Linked DNA regions of Rattus norvegicus: all the other regions are linked to region 1. Evidence: chromatin contacts called from public Hi-C data. All regions are on one chromosome and are shown on one strand. Each heading gives the region's core, a stretch centred on a gene start, on an enhancer-like site or on the middle of the called end of the contact. The rest is flanking DNA. Distances are from core to core; before and after follow the strand shown.

The links. Hi-C and Micro-C count contacts between places; a contact is called where the count stands out from the background.
Region 2: a Hi-C map of hepatocytes shows a contact between it and region 1, with 2.2 times the contacts expected there. The contact joins the enhancer-like site here to the promoter of Mtcl1 in region 1. A contact is called at or near these places in 7 of 12 Hi-C or Micro-C datasets (the A7r5 cell line, Schwann cells, frontal cortex and 4 more).
Region 3: a Hi-C map of the Rat2 cell line shows a contact between it and region 1, with 3 times the contacts expected there. The contact joins the enhancer-like site here to the promoter of Mtcl1 in region 1. A contact is called at or near these places in 3 of 12 Hi-C or Micro-C datasets (the Rat2 cell line, kidney and liver).

The regions. Positions count from the first base shown.
Region 1 is chr9:113,886,788-113,889,370 of GRCr8, reverse strand. It overlaps Mtcl1 (microtubule crosslinking factor 1), which reads left to right and starts at 1,273. Exons shown (of 14, transcript NM_001427344.1): 1 at 1,273-2,583. The coding sequence starts at 1,667.
Region 2 is chr9:113,680,180-113,682,762 of GRCr8, reverse strand. No RefSeq gene overlaps it. Among named protein-coding and RNA genes, the nearest start is that of Smokl9, 110 kb to the right of the region's middle. Within about 2 kb of position 1,297, at least 13 of the 93 cell types and tissues checked have an H3K27ac peak or open chromatin away from gene starts, as enhancers often do. A contact at or near this core is called in the A7r5 cell line, where this site is marked.
Region 3 is chr9:113,749,577-113,752,159 of GRCr8, reverse strand. It overlaps a transcript of Mtcl1 not described here. Among named protein-coding and RNA genes, the nearest start is that of Mtcl1, 140 kb to the left of the region's middle. Within about 2 kb of position 1,294, at least 17 of the 93 cell types and tissues checked have an H3K27ac peak or open chromatin away from gene starts, as enhancers often do.

The sequences.
Region 1 (2,583 bases), core at 24-2,523:
ATTCCCAGCAACCACATGGTGGCTCACAACCATCTGTAATGGGATTCCGTGCATTCTTCTGGTGTCTGAAGACAGGAACTGTGTACTCATATAAATAAAAATAAATAAATCTTTAAAAAAAAGGACCGATCAGAATCCTTCACTCCCCAGGTCTAAGCCCTGCCCCACCTACACTGTGCTGTGAACTGGTCTCTCTACAAAACCAGCTTCTTTCAGGAAAAATACAGGATTCCCCCGTTGGCACCTTCTTCTTGTCCACTCTTGCTTCTCCAAATGCTGAAGATAGACGGAGAACAACTAAACTTGTCCCCGGGGCACTTATTGCCCAACATCCAAAGCCTGGGACCTAAGCCACACGCAGCATCTGTCAAAAGCACTTGACAGTCGACGGGTGAGTCCTGCTCTTTGCTCAGTTAATCGGAATCCATCAAGAATCGGTTTTCTCTGACTCTACAGGTGAGGAGGGCATCCGAGACTCAAAAGCACAAGTGTTTTGGCCACGGAGCGGAACCCCTACTCAGGCTCCTTGGACATCTCAGATCAACGAGTACAGCTGAGATTTCTGCAGAGGACCTAGGTTTGAATCCCTGCCCAGCCATGGGGTTCAGACAAGCGGCTTCCTTTCCTCGTGCCCGCGTCTCATCCTGAAGAGAGGATTTCCAATTCGGGACTGTTACCAAGAGGATAGAGCGCGTGGCAGCAGCGCCTGGCGCGAGGCTGCCGGGACTATAAATGTGAGCTCCCTTTCAGACCCCGAGCTTGGCGAGCTGCTTCTCCTATTTCTACAGCGGCTCCTCCCTCTCGGAGCTGCCCAGGCCACTGGGGGTGCCAACTGTGGAGTGCTGTGTCGGTCTTGACGCTGCATCCGGTACCAGAGATCCTTAAAGAAACTCTGGGAGAGCGGAGGGGAGCGAACTGAAGAGGGGAGGCAGGAGTCAGATAGAGGGGGTTGGGCGGAACCGAGAGAGAAGGCTGGCACCCCCTGCAGAGGGGCCCTCTACGCGGCCTGCACCTGCAGTGTCCCCAAGTGGCTGATGCCGGCTCTCTTCCCTCCCTCCACCCCAGCTTCTTCCCTTCCTAGCCGGTTGGGGTGGTAGCCCCAGTACATCCGAAGGGAGAGAGTGGTCCTCGGCCGCGTGGGCGCGTGGGCACTGCGTCCCCGGAGCTGCAGCCCCGCCCTCCTGCCAGCCCCGCCCCCTCCCCGGCCCGCTGGCAGGAGGCGGGGCGTGAGCGCCGAGCCCCGGACGGAGGGGGACGCGCGTGCAGCAGCTTCTCTCCGCCAGAGCCGCCGGGCAGAAGCCGTGGCTGCCGATCCCGGTGGACTGGCAGTGGGCGGGGAGCGGAACGCGGGAGCCCAGCGCGCGCCGCCAGACAAGTGTTTTTGTGCGAGGCCGTGGCAGCCGCCTCAGAGCTCTGAACGCTCGGTGCAGGGGATGCGAGCGGCCGCGGCGGCTGTGCCAGGAGGACCCGAGCGCCATTGACCTGAGCGAGGGGACACACTCCCTTGGGTCGTCTGAGTGCGGGGGAGGGGACGGCGGGAGCGCGGGGCGCACGCCGGGCGGGGCAGGGGGTCAGTGATGACCGGGCGCGCGGGGAGGCTGCACGCCGCCGCCGCCGCCCGGAGCATCTGCTGCCTGAGCTGCGGATCGCGGCCGCCGCCCGGGCCATGGAGACGCTGAACGGCCCTGCGGGCGGCGGCGCCCCGGACCCCAAGCCGCAGCCAGCCGGCCAGCATCACCGCCACCACCATCTGCACCCGCTGGCCGAGAGGAGGAGGCTGCACCGCGCACCCTCGCCCGCCAGACCCTTCCTCAAGGATCTACACACGCGACCCGCCACGGCCACCCCCTCTGCGGGCCGTGCCCCGACTCCCGCCGCTCCTCGCTCGCCCAGCCTTACCGGGAAGGCGCCGCCGTCGCCCGGGTCCCCGGCCGCGCCGGGTCGCCTCTCCCGACGCAGCGGCGTAGTCCCCGGCGCGAAGGACAAGCCGCCGCCGGGCGCCGGAGCCAGGTCGGCGGGTGGCGCCAAGGCCGCCCCGGGGACCAGGAGGGCGACGCGCGCGGGGCCCGCGGAGCCACTGTCCCGGGTCGGGAGGCCGGCTGGGGCCGAGCCGCCGCCTGCCCTCTCGAAGGGTCGCAAAGCCAAGCGCGGCCCCGGGACGCCTCCAGCTCGCGCCGTCGTGCCCCCCGCTCCAGCCGCCCGGGTCCCCGCTGTGACCCTCTCTGTGACCTCGGTGGCCGGCACCCGTATCAGCCACACGGACAGCAGCTCGGATCTCTCCGACTGCGCCTCCGAACCCTTGTCTGATGAGCAGCGCCTGCTCCCCGCCGCCAGCAGCGACGCCGAGTCGGGCACCGGCTCCAGTGACCGGGAACCCCTACGCGGAGCACCCACGCCGAGCTCCGGCTCCCGCGGGCCGCCGCCGGGCAGCCCCGAACCCCCTACGCTGCTCGCGGCGCCCCCTGTCGCCGGTGCCTGTCTCGGGGGCCGAAGCAGCCCAGGCGGGACCCCCTCAGGGTCTCCGGGACCCGGTTCTCAGGAGGATGTTGGGGGCCGAGCGCCACCGGAGCGGACAATTCTCGG
Region 2 (2,583 bases), core at 48-2,547, 210 kb after region 1:
CATGGTTTACACCCCACAGGGCATCTTCCCAGGGCACTGGAGTCACACTAAAAAACGGGCAGTTGGGAAGACTGTATCTTTTAAAGGGAATGACAATAAACAGGAGAACTATGTTTTCCCAGAGAAGAAACTTGTTTAAAAACAAAACAAACAGAAATAGGCTGGGTGTAGCGGCTCACATCTGTAATCCCAGCATCTGGGAGGTAGAGGCTGGAAGATGAGGAATTCAGTATCACCCGTGGTGTGATGGTTTGTATATACTCAGGGAGTGGCACTATTAGGAGGTGTGGCCTTGTTGGAGTGGGTGTGGCCTTGTTGGAGTGGGTGTGTCACTCTGAGTGGGCTTTAAGACCCTCATCTGAGCTTCCTGGAAGTCAGTATTCTGCTTGCAGCCTTCAGATGAAGATGTAGAACCCTCAGCTCCTCCTGCACCAGGCCTGCCTGGATGCTGCCATGTTCCCACCTTGATGATAGTGGACTGAACCTCTGAACCTGTAAGCCAGCCCCAATTAAATGTTGTCCTTATGAGAGTTGTCTTGGGTTGGGGATTTAGCTCAGGGTAGAGCGCTTGCCTAGCAAGTGCAAGGCCCTGGGTTCGGTCCCCAGCTCCGAAAAAAAAAAAAAAAAAAAGAGTTGTCTTTTGTCTTGGTCATGGTGTCTGTTCACAGCAGTAAAACCCTAACTAAGACACATGGTTATATGACTCCCTCCCAAATAAAAGAACCAAACAATGGATAAATAAAATATAATAACAAAAGTGGAATGCTCTGGTTGAATGTGTCTGAATTGGAACCTTCGAGGCTGTGGCAAGGCTAGTTTACAAACTCGCCAGAAATTCTCAGCTTCTTCTCTTGTTCTGCCTTCAAGCTCTGGACCTTCCAACACTCAGATCGGGATGCCCTCCAGATTCAATTCAATTCACTTCCTAAAGAAAACCAAATGGTCCAGGGGAAAAGCAGGCTTCCTGTCTGCCCCAGCTCTCTACCCTGGGGAAAAGTCACTCCACCAGGGTTGCTTCTCTGTTCCTGTCCTGACCTTGGAGCCAAGCCATAGAAGGGAGGAAGGGGCCCCTGCTAAATGAGGAGATAGATGCTCCCCACAACTGGCACGGACCAGAGCCGGGCCTTTATTCGGTATCGCAGAGCAACAGACCCTTGGTTCCCCAAGAATAATCCAGATTCCAAAATTCATTAGAGGGATTCCCCAAACTCAGAAAAGGTCCTGGGGTTCATGGTTGTGGTTTCCTGTGGAAAGAGATGGGGAAATCCTTAAAGGAAGAAGACAAACTGACCATGGGGTGGCAGGATGCCTGGCACTGGCATAAAGATGGTTTAGATCATAGTTTACCCCAAGTCTGAAGGGAGTCAGGGTAGCCAGGGACAGTTCAATGGGTGTCAATTAGGGAGCCAAATCACCCTACCCCCCACCCACCACCACGATTTGTTTCCTTTTAGAAAAATAATATCTAGAGAGCTTACAATAAAACTATCTTTAACTCTGACTGACGTTTACAGATCTTAACACTGCCCAGTGCTCCAGGGTGAGGCGGGTCACCCCGCTCCGTCTCCAAAATGACTCAGCAGATGGCTGCTGAGTGTGACACACTCTCTAGACTGTCAGTGTTCCAAACCCAACCACGAATTCTGGGGACGCTTGAGTGTTTGATGGCTATTTCTTTTTGACCCCCAACATTTTCAAATGCCTGCTCGGTGCCAGGCTCCTGATCCAGTGCCTATGCAGACTCCCTTGCTGAATCCTCAAATGTCTGCAGAAAGCTCTATTATTATCCCTGTTTGAGCTGGTGGATTCTCTGTGAAGTCACCCGAGGTCACACGGCTAGAGCAGAGACAGACAGCCTTTGCAACGTAACCCAGACAACCAGAGCCAAGGAAGCAGACCAGGGCTGAGACGTGCTGGACATGGGCGAGCTTCGCTCACCCAAAAGTTCTGGGGGTGTCCGAAAGAGCAAGCTCAAGGTGACTTTGATGGAGAAGTTTTAATGAGGAACAGACGTGGTAGAAACAGGCAGTGAATTCTCAGGAGAGAAAATCGTACTCGAGAGAAAGTGGAGTCCCTTTATGATATTTAGGGGATGTTTCCTGGCTTCGCCTCTGGACCTTACCTCAGGCCATTTGAGTGGGGCTCTCGTTTGAAAAGGGGAAAGATGGGTAGCTGGCGATCTGGTTAGGTAATGCTCACTCCCACTCTTCCTCGCTGAGGCACTAGGCGTCGGGAGCTAGGATCTAATTATATGAGGCACCGCAAGTCCCTGGGTCAGGCTCCAAGCAGTTAGGGTCTGGTGGTTGGAAAGTGGGGAAGTTTGCTTTATACTTTTTTGGCCTCTTGTCTCAATAGTTGTCTCAATAGCATGAGTCCTGCTAACTTTAAAGAGAAGGTAAGAAAAGGCTGAAGGGTTGGGCCGTGTCCAGAGACCGGTGGATAAAGCACTTGCTGAACAAGCACGAAGCCTGACGGTTAGGTCCTCAACACTCATTAAAGCCAGGCAGGTGAGCCCCTACGCCTGTGATCTCAGCACTGGTGAGGTGGGCAAGCTGATAGGCTTAACTAGCCAAGTCCACGAGT
Region 3 (2,583 bases), core at 45-2,544, 140 kb after region 1:
TATTGTGTGTATGTCTTCCGGATTGAGAATTTAACATATAAATCTGATTGTTGGGTTACAGTTTACTGAGTCATGATGTCACCGGGTAGTTGGAAGTTTACCCTTTAATTACCAGAGGGCGGTTGATGGGGGTTGAGCAGAGTCTGTGTCAGGGAGCCACAGGAGGCCAGCCCCATGCTGGACTTCTAGAGCCCTGATTTTACCAGGTCGCTGGAACCAGAGAGTTTGCAGCTAGAAGACAGCCACCAGGAGAGATACGAACCAGAGATAAATTATGGTTAGTTCCATATGGCCCAGCAGTGCCAGAACTGACTCAAGGGACCAGCATGGCAAGGTAACATGCTAGAACAGCTCGTGGATGCCTGGGTCAAAGAGTACTTGGGGGCAACGTGGAGCTACTGAGACAAAAATACCCTGCAGTGCCACGTGGCCCCACAGGTGCCAGCAATAGCGCGAGATAAAAGGTTCCCCCACATTTTTTAATGTTTCCCACAACACCCAGGAAGGAGTCGTATCACCAACTTCATATGCTCTGTCTCCTATGTACTTAGTGTAAGAGACTGAGCCACAAGCACAGCCCGTGGGAGCCTCTAGTAACATCCTGTTAGGGAAGACACAATTCGTCGGCATTCAACAATAATTCGCGTCCCTTCCAACTTCTGACCACACAGCCACCGACTCTTCCTGTGAGTCTTGCGCCCACTGCACAGTCTCCATTCTTCATCCACCCCTTTTAACTCTATCCTGGAGCTGGTGTAAGGTGTTCAGTGTAAAGTCTGTGGCCAAGACTCTTTCATTTAGCCAATCGACCTACTAACCATATATCATACTCTAGCCTAGAGGACACAGGGATGACCATGTTTCTGTCTCAGAAACAATCTGGAGAGAAAAGGCTCAAGTTCCCCCTTGTTATCTCTCAGAGTGACAGAAAACACAAAAGGTAAAGCCAGGAAGATGACATTTTCTCAGGGATGTTTGTTCGCTAGTTTGGCTCACTCTGGGATGACAGCTTGACTCTCACAGGCCTGCCCTCCTCACTAATTCTTTCTGTCGTTGGCTCTTTTGCTCTGAACTTTACCATGACCATCTCTGGGTATTTGTGGGGGTTCTATTGAAATTAAAGAATCCTGGACGCAGCATCCATACAAAATCGATAAGTGATTGACACACATGCTCACTGCTCCCTAGGGAGGAGGTACTGCCTCCTGGTTGGTGTAATGGGGCAGACAGAGCCCAGGAGTTCACTGCTTCCTCTGTAATGCCTCTGCCTTCGCTATCAGCTCTGACTCATCCATCCTCCTGCTAACGCAATCGCTAAAAGATCTTTGTCCACCGGCCTCTTTGTCCAGCAAGCGAGCCGCCCTTCCTGGACTCTGCAGGGCTCTGTTCACAGCTGCAGCCCCTTCCTCAGGCCTCGGGCTCTGCTTGCTTTCACAGCTCGTTCTGCAGTCAGCAGTCCTGGCAAATTGGTCCTCTGGCTGTGGCTGTGGCAGACACAGAAGTAATGCCTCCCCAGGGGACCCATCTGCAACCGCTCCTCTGCACACAGGCACAGGGCAGGACAGCAAAGCAGAATCTGGGCACGATGGGGAGCTCTGAGTCACTTCATGATGCCTGTGACAGGGCCTCTGGAGGCTGGGTAAAGAGGGAAACCGTACCCAGAGAAAATCTGGAAGGATCAGACTTGAGGTCCAAGGACAGGGACTCACAAATAATGGGGAAGGAAACTCAGCACAGCAGAGGGTAACTATTGGGGTTGAGATTGGCCGGAAGGGGCAGAAATCCAAAGATCCACTGAGTCTTCAGCACAGCGAATATCTTCCCTGTAGAAACTTGAGTTTGCTGGGCTGCTAAGGAGCTTTTTGAGCGTAGGAACCCGAGTTCATTTTATACTATAGCTGTCAGACTCAACCGGAGAGCTTTAGCTCGGGTCTCCCTGCTGCCTGTCCCCTGGACCACTCGCTGCCCAACACTACTTCCTTTTGGGGGTTGGAGGTGAGGTGGCGCAGAATCAACTGGGCAGACTGGGAGCAGGAGAGAACCTGCAGCAAGCTCGTGGGAACGCTGCTACTAGCTTGGTTAATACCCTCCACCCATGCACCATTGGTCCTCAGTAAGAAACTCTTCCAAAAAGCCGTTCCTGATTGGCTGGCATCGTCTGCATCAGCAATCCTTGGTCTCTCCTGCAGTCTTCAATTAGGTCCTCCAGGAGGAGCTGCCTTTGTGGCTGCGCCCCCTCCCCCCCATTATGCAGAGGCCTCTGGTTCACCGCTGCATTACTCCACAGAGCAGATGAGAAGAAGTAATGAATTTCTGTGAGGAAAGTTCTCACAAGTTACACGTGGCTCCCCTGCTTGTGTGTCTCTGAGGTGGAAGTCAGTGACAGCTCCACGTGGCATTGAGAGAAGTCACCTCACGTTCAACTGCAGACTTCCCACTAACTTCCATGAATAACATGAGTAAACTCTCAACACTTAAGGTCCCAGAGGTGGAGCGCTTTCAGGGTGACAGATACAGCAAGCAGGCAGCTAAAAGACTGCAAAAGGTGGCGGGCAGTCTGAAGTTAAGGGACAGTGAGGTTGA